3 separate regions of the Gossypium hirsutum genome follow, and regions 2 and 3 are each linked to region 1. A link is a contact called in public Hi-C data. All regions are on one chromosome and are shown on one strand. The core of a region is the stretch at or near the end of the contact, and the rest is flanking DNA. Distances in the headings are between cores, read along the strand shown.

The links. Hi-C and Micro-C count contacts between places; a contact is called where the count stands out from the background.
Region 2: a contact with region 1 is called in a Hi-C map of leaf, with 1.8 times the contacts expected there. The contact joins the promoter of LOC107913266 here to the promoter of LOC107913273 in region 1. A contact is called at or near these places in 4 of 34 Hi-C or Micro-C datasets (hypocotyl and leaf).
Region 3: a contact with region 1 is called in a Hi-C map of leaf, with 2.2 times the contacts expected there. The contact joins the promoter of LOC107913271 here to the promoter of LOC107913273 in region 1. A contact is called at or near these places in 7 of 34 Hi-C or Micro-C datasets (callus, hypocotyl, leaf and 1 more).

Annotation. Positions count from the first base shown.
Region 1 is chrD11:27,831,835-27,834,431 of Gossypium_hirsutum_v2.1, reverse strand. LOC107913273 (LOB domain-containing protein 38) reads left to right here and starts at 1,274. Exons shown (of 2, transcript XM_016841807.2): 1 at 1,274-1,737; 2 at 1,835-2,597. The coding sequence starts at 1,554. The coding sequence ends at 2,349.
Region 2 is chrD11:27,595,751-27,598,347 of Gossypium_hirsutum_v2.1, reverse strand. LOC107913266 (molybdate-anion transporter) reads left to right here and starts at 1,317. Exons shown (of 9, transcript XM_016841794.2): 1 at 1,317-1,527; 2 at 1,604-1,748; 3 at 1,886-1,982; 4 at 2,168-2,423. The coding sequence starts at 1,317. It overlaps LOC107913267 (acyl-CoA-binding domain-containing protein 3), which reads left to right. Exons shown (of 5, transcript XM_041103986.1): 4 at 19-65; 5 at 1,124-1,260. The coding sequence ends at 61.
Region 3 is chrD11:27,638,425-27,641,021 of Gossypium_hirsutum_v2.1, reverse strand. It overlaps LOC107913271, which reads left to right and starts at 1,322. Exons shown (of 2, transcript XM_016841804.2): 1 at 1,322-1,665; 2 at 2,013-2,597. The coding sequence starts at 2,020.

The DNA.
Region 1 (2,597 bases), core at 25-2,524:
CTTGATATTCAATCTCAGCCATAACAATTCAATTTAAATAATCACTGAAAACTCACTTCAATACCATATAATGTAAAATGTCATGAATATGCAATAACTAAATTGATCCCGAATCATAGAAATACAAACCGAATTTTCGAGTCACTCATTGACAACTTTCGTTTTTCTTTTCCCTCTCGAAGGTTTTACATCGACGTTGGCTACGTATAATCACAAAACATATAACACATAAATTTTCATTCAATTCACAATCAAATAGAATATCAAGCATATTTTACAATTTATTCAATTTAGTCTTTAAACCTGGGATAAGCATAACCTTCAATCTAAAACTTCAGATTAGAATCTAGTTTCACATATACTCATTAGGAACCTCCTAATTTCTATTCCTACTAAAAATTCATAACATTTTATTCATTTTATTTAATTTGGTCCCTACAAAATTAACAATTAAGTTTTACAATTTAGTCCTTTTCATAAACTAAGCTTAATTTCTATCAATTTCACACTTAATTAATCCAAATCTCAACAATGGAAACTTATCAAAACTTCAACAATTGAACAAATTGATATATGGGCTAGCTAAATCAAGCTCTCATGATTCAGTTTCCGTAAAAATTCAAGAAAAATGGCTAGTGACTTGAAGATGGTGGTCGAATGTTCATGCTACGTTAAAGTTTTTTTTTTCTTTCTAATGGTTTCGATGGCTTAGGGGAGGAAGATGACAACTTCCCACTAAGTGTTTTCTTTATATACTAATATTAATCCTTATTTAATCTTAATTAACCTTAATTTATTCTTTAATTAAACTATTTTTAATTAATAATTTAACCTTAAACCGTTTATATTACCATCCACTAGCTATATGAAAACAATGGTTTAATAGCCATTTTAGTCCATAGGATAATTACTATCTAGATCCCAAAGTCATTTCCTAATTAAAAGTATATAGATGAATTGAAATTCGATTAAGAACGTTTAAGAACCAATTTAAAATAAGAATTACAGTAATTAACTTTAAATTTTTTTATAAATATTAATAATTTGGACTAAAATATAAATTTAATAATTGTAATAAATTTGACCAGATAATTATTTTTAAAAATTTAAATATAAGAAAACTTAAAACTGGGAAGTAGGGGAATCTTATGTAAAAGAGAAAAGAAAATTTTCCAATGGTGGAGCGACAAGCATTCGCGGAAACACGGGGCCGCTCATGCCCAGGACTTTGGAATCTATAACCTCTTCACTTCCCCCCATACCAAGGAACTGTTCCCACACTAAACCCACTACTCCCCACTAACCCAACCCCCTAACTCAACTCAACCCCTGGGTTTACTCTCCCCTGCCCCCCCCCCCTCCCTTTAAAACCCTCCTTCCTCTCTCATTTTTCACCCTTATTCTATCTCTCTTCCATTTCTCCATTGTTAACACCAGCCAGCCACCCTGTCTGCGAAGCCAAGTTTCAGAGAGTACATTGGTTTTCATGCCAAGCCAGGAAAAAGGTAGTACTACATAGTTGTTGAGTTAAGTCTTGAATCTTGAGTCCGATCATGAGTTGCAACGGCTGCCGAGTCTTACGGAAAGGATGCAGTGAGTCTTGTATATTACGTCCTTGTTTGCAATGGATTGAGAGCCCTGAAGCTCAAGGCCACGCCACTGTTTTCGTTGCCAAGTTTTTCGGCCGTGCTGGTCTCATGTCTTTTATTTCAGCCGTTCCTGAATCTCAACGCCCTGGTATGCCCATGCCGTCTATCTTTTCTCTCTTTTTTTCTTCTCTTATTGTTTCTCATACCAAATTCTGACTCCAATTGCTTCTTAATCTTTGGATCAGCTTTATTCCAGTCGCTGTTGTTCGAAGCTTGTGGGAGAACAGTGAACCCTGTGAACGGAGCCGTGGGGCTTTTGTGGAACGGAAACTGGCACGTTTGCCAAGCGGCGGTGGAAACCGTCCTGCGAGGAGGATCTCTACGTTCCATGCCTGAATTCATGGCTCCGACGCCAGCATCCGACGAAGCGTCCGAAGCCACGTGCACGGACATGTGGAAATTGCGGGAGACATCCACGAATCTCAACTCCAACTGTCGATTCTCAAATTCGAGATCCAGGGTTTCACCCAAGCGTAAAAGAGTCGAAGAAGAATTCAAGAAACTACAGCCCTCTGATCTAGATCTTGGCTTGACCCCGAGCTTTTCGGGCAAGCGAGTTACCGATAATCGTCGACCAGGGACTCCTTCTATGAACTCGGAGGAATCTGTGACGACGACGTGCTTCGAAAGTGTTTTTGCAGATCAACAAGGGCAAGGCAGCAGAGGAACTGATAAAAAATTACTTAAGTTGTTTGTTTGAAGAGGAGGGTTTTTTTTCTTTTTGGAATGATCTAGTTTCGATGTAATATTCTTCATTTCTACCACTACCACCAGTTTAGATTATTTTTGGATACTTCTGGGGAGGGGTTTCCCCGGAAATGAATTTTCCGGCGAGTTTGTGTATTACCGGCACATGGGATTTCTCTCTTTTTTTTTACTTTTTTTTGGGATTATTTTTTGGTGTTAAAAGCTGTGAAATTAGAGAGAAAAATGAGAATCTGTCGGTGA
Region 2 (2,597 bases), core at 68-2,567, 240 kb after region 1:
GGTGTGCAACTCCTACAGGACTTTTAATGAGGGGACAATGTCTACTGTATACACTTCTTGAAAGGGTATTGCATGTTGATGTTTTATGTTGTATATATTCTTAGTATCAAATTCAATGCTAAACAGTATGGAGGAAATTTCAGCATATGATTCCATACTTTGCTCCCCGGACTCGGGGGTATATGTCGGTCGAATTTTTAAGTTTTTCATATATATTGTACTCATGTCTGAAAATGAAACAGCTTAGGATGATTCATTAAGCCGAATCATCCCAAACAATCAGAAGCTACAAACTGGAACTGGAATGTAGTTATTTAATTTAAAGAGGAGAATTTGTGAATATGTAGACAGGTGGCTTTGAACTTGTCGACACTGTAAAGCTAAACAATATATGCTATCAAAATATTACGCCAAATTTGGGAAATTCAGGCGAACCAAACCAAACCAAATGACTATCAAACATGCAGTCATATCAAGTCCTTATGAAACTTGTGTTCACAAATTCAGGATGACATCTGGTGTTGGTTGGCTCATCATCAACCATCACCCATCTCCCAGCTTCAAACAACCATGGATGAAGAGGGGTTTCTTCAAGATTTTCTGGAACTTCTGCTTAGTTATTATTTCTCACTAAAGAACTAATTCTTTTCAGATCCCAGAGGGCTGATGTTTTGATTCGTTAGATGTTCCTCTGTCAACAATAAAGAATATGTGTTCTGATTCGTATTATTATTATTAGATTGAATCCCTAACTTGCATAACAATTAAAGAGGTAGAGTAGAGTTGCTTGCAAGCAGAGTATAACGATCCAATTTACTTCCATTATGAAGTAAATACATTTAAAATTAAATTTAGATTTATGCAGAAAACGAAATATGTTACACATAACATTAAAAAAAAATACATAATTGGTTTGTTTTATAGATGCATATTGTGTGATTCAACGGCATATAATCAAAATAAGTTGATAAGTTTTGTTTATGAATTTTGGATCCAATATATCCGTATTTTGCATAAATTTAGATAAAATTTAAAAGCAATAATTTGAATATCTCCTATGTTTTACAAAATAAAATTAATATTTAATATTTTTTACATTAACACCTTTTTGTTTCGAAAACAGGCGGCCCATCTTCGCTGCTTTAATATTTGAGGCTGAAAATATTATTTATGACATCAAAACGAACCGTTTTATAGCATCCTCTGGAACGGTAAAACGGCGCGTATTTCAAACTCCAGAAGATCCAACCTCCGCTTCCTTTCTCACTTGTCACTTTTCTCCGATCCGATCTAGGGTTTGTCCGTCGGAGATCGAAATGGGCGTTGTAATCGAAAGCTCCGTTTGGGTACCTAGTTCTTCCGTCTACATCTTCATTTTCCTTTCTTGTTTCTTCTCACTTTCTCTCTTCCCTTTCTACCTTTCCAAGCACGCCCCTACTAAATCACCTCCTTTCTACGACCACCCAACCTTCGCCTCTTCTCTCCGCTTCCAACGTTACTTTCTCCTTCTCTATTCCCTCGCCTCAGGTAAAATTTTTTTTCTTTTTTTCTGAATTGAAAGGGAAAAAAAGTTTATCTGATTTCTACATAATCGTTTTCGCAGTGTTGGAAGGATTATGGTCTGTGTACGGAGAGTTTGAGCTGGTTTACTATGGAATTACCAAGGAAGATACAGTGACGTTTATGCTTGTTGGATTTGGAGCTGCTCTTTTTGTCGGTAGTTTCTTAGGCCTTCTCTCTGATTTAATGTGAGTAAAACTTAATCTTTCCATGTTTCTATTGCCTTTTTTTTCAGTGAATTAACCCAATTTATTTATGAATCGTTGGGTGATATAGATTCTGAAAGTTTTGATTATTTTTTCTTTATTTTTTGTTATTCATGTAGAGGTCGAAAGAAATCTTGTTTGGTGTTTTATATCTTTCACCTTGTTGTTGGGATATGGAAGAGGATTACATCAAGTCCTAGCTTTTGGGTAGCAAATGTGTGTTTATCTTTGGCAACATCAATATTTTCCTTCAGTTTCGAGACATGGGCTGTTGTTGAACATGACAAGGTTGGTGCAAAGATACTTTCAGTTCTCTCTGTTGATACATTCCTCGGTTTGCAATCCAAAAGCGACAAGTTTGAACATAATGGTATCAACTTTCTTTGGGTTTTTTTCTCCAGGGTCATAGGCAAGATCTTTTGAATGAAACATTTTGGTTGATGACTTTTTTCGAGTCTGCGGCTTTGATTGGAAGTCAGGTGATGAGCAATTGGATGGTGGGTGGTAATTTGGAGAAAGAAATTGCATGTCCTTCCACTGCAGCTATTCTTACGGCAATAGTAGGCATTATCTGTATTTCCAGAGTTTATGGTGGGAGTCCTCAGACAGTGACCTTTAAGGAATATAAAGTGTCCTTTTACTCATATATCCTTTGTGGTAAGAATTTTCTAGTTCCATTAATTGTTTTTAATTTGTTCAGGGAAGCATTCTTGTAACATTGAACATTTTAATATGGCAATTTTAGCAGCCATTTGAAATTAGCTTGATTTGTTACTAAACACTATGAATTATAGTATTAAATGTGTTTCCCATGATTAAATACACGAAACT
Region 3 (2,597 bases), core at 73-2,572, 190 kb after region 1:
ACACACTCGTGTGCCACTCCTTCAGGCCGTGTGTGATTTAAAACTCAAAGCCTAGTGGTCACACGGCCTCGGACATGCTCGTGTGCCAAGTCGTGTGTGATTTTCTTTCGCTTCTTTCATGCCCATGTGCGAGGCCATGCGGGGCACAGATCTCACACACGCCCGTGTGACAGGTTGTGTCTCGCACACGGCCGTGTTTATGGCCTGTGTAACTCTCTGACTTGCAATTAAATTTGAAAAATTAATTCCAGTGTTCACGCGGCCTTGGACACAGCCGTGTCGCTAGGTCGTGTGGATCATCTTAGGTCGTGTAACCATCAAAATTGGATTCAAATCTTAACTCTGTATTTGACACATGTAATTGGGGGCCTTTTAAATATCTATTGTACATGATTATGATTATGAATTGAAAATGTTTTGATATTTTCATAATTGTATTTTTTTTTCATATTTTTAATTATTTATATATTTTCATAATTGTATAATTGTATAATTGAAAATGTTCTTATATTGACATTATTTTCATCGTTTATAATGTCTATTGTATGTCTTTTTTTCATATTTTTAATTGTTTAATAACTCACATTAATTGTTTATATATTTTCGAGTATCTTAATTATTATATTATTGTGCAATATAAGAACATTCTTTGGTTTCGAATACTTCACAACAAAAATTATTATGTTGATAGAACATTCTTTTTAGAGAATAATGTTTATAAGCCTTTATTGATAGGTGTCAATGAAACTTATGCCCTTGTTGTTCATGTTCATGATTATGTTGGAAGAGTGAATTAAGTTGGGTAGGGTTAACATGAGGTTAAAAAAATTAAACTTAAGCATGGCCAAAAATTAGTTGAGTCGATTGAATCGGACAGGTTAATCAACTTATGAATATCTCTAGATTAAAATATATTTAGATCATGATTAGAATAAATTTAAACATGATTTATACGTGATGAAATTTAAAACATAATAAAATTTGAAGTAAAAATCTACCCATAATAAAACTCCAAATTTCCAAAACCTAAATCTTACCATTAAGTCAAAGTATTATTAATGAAAATAATTTTTTTAACTCCAAAATAAAATTAAAAATAACACTTTTTTTTACTTAACTGTCTAAAAATTACATCAAATAAATTTTCTTAAATTCCTTATATTTAATAACTTGTTTCTTATTAGATATTGTATTGATTAATAAATAGATAATTTAAAATAAAAATAAAAAGTTAGTTGTTCATGCTGCTTCGATACTGCACTTTTTTTTTTTCTTTTAGTTAAAATATTTTTCGTCAAAATTGGATTTATTGAAAATAGATGGAGCTTTGACCTTTGTTGATAGATATTTTACTTTTCCTCTCGGAAACTGCATTAAATTCGGAAGGCTTAATTCTAAATTACTCAAAAACTGAGACGCTGATTGGACAATCCAACATTCGACCCAAAGCTAACCAGCTTAGCACTTAGCATAGTTTACACTCGTTTTCAAAACGCGCATGTTTCTTTGACCATGATCACTCCAATAGAAGCTTTCAAAGCTTCTTGCCCTAATCTCTTTGCTCTCTACTTTCACAAGCTTCTGATTGATTAATAATGCTTTTCTTTTTTTGCTGCAAATTCAGTTCAACTTCTTTGAATTCAGTTATATAGTTCCTTAATTCAGGTGGGTTTTGCTTTGTTTCTATTTTACATTTTCTTTTTCCGTTGCTTACCATTACTGCTTTACTGTTTCTTTGTTTGAGACTGGTAGTTTCAAATTTTGTAGATTTATCTTTCTGGATTTCTCTTTGATTTGTGGTTTTTGAATGATTTATTAGTTAAATGAAGTTACTTATTCTTAATGCAGTTTTTCATCTGGGTTTTGTTTGTTTTGTTTGAATTTTAGTATTTTTTGGTCCCGTCTTGCTATCTTAGAGGATGACATGGGGGTTTTGGTGGTGGTTTTGATTGATAATTAAGTAGGATTTTTATTTGGAAGTTGATTTTTTTGTTTTTTGGCTGAAATTTTAGATTTTGGATGATAGTGATGAACTTGGAAACTGAAATGCCGGGTCGACGGCATTTTTCTCTAGTAGATACTTTAGCGCTGAAATCTCAGATTGAAAGGAAGATTGGGCCTATAAAAGCTGAGAAGTACTTTAATCTGCTCACTAGATTTTTGAGTCTTAAGATTGGGAAACCCGAGTTTGATAGGCTCTGCATTGGTATAATTGGGAGAGAAAATGTTCGTCTTCATAATCATCTCCTCAGATCGATTATTAGAAATGCTTCTCTTTCGAAGAATCATCCATCAACAGGGAACAAATTGGAAGGTGCTTTAAGTGTTAAAGCGGCGAATGGGTATCAAAGAAGTAATCTTAAGTCAATGTGCAAAGACTTTCCTCAATCCCCTCGTAAGGGAAGGACTACAAATCTCCGTGATCAGAACCATCCAAGTCCTTTAGGGCCTCATGGGAAGAGCCGTGGTACTGTTTGTGAAGATGCAGTTCCGAGAGTTCAAGAACAGCAAAGTGCTACCGAGTTGCTTTCTCTGGGTAGCAGACCACCTATGTCCTTCGAAGAAGGAGAGGAAGTTGATCAAGTTGCAGGAAGCCC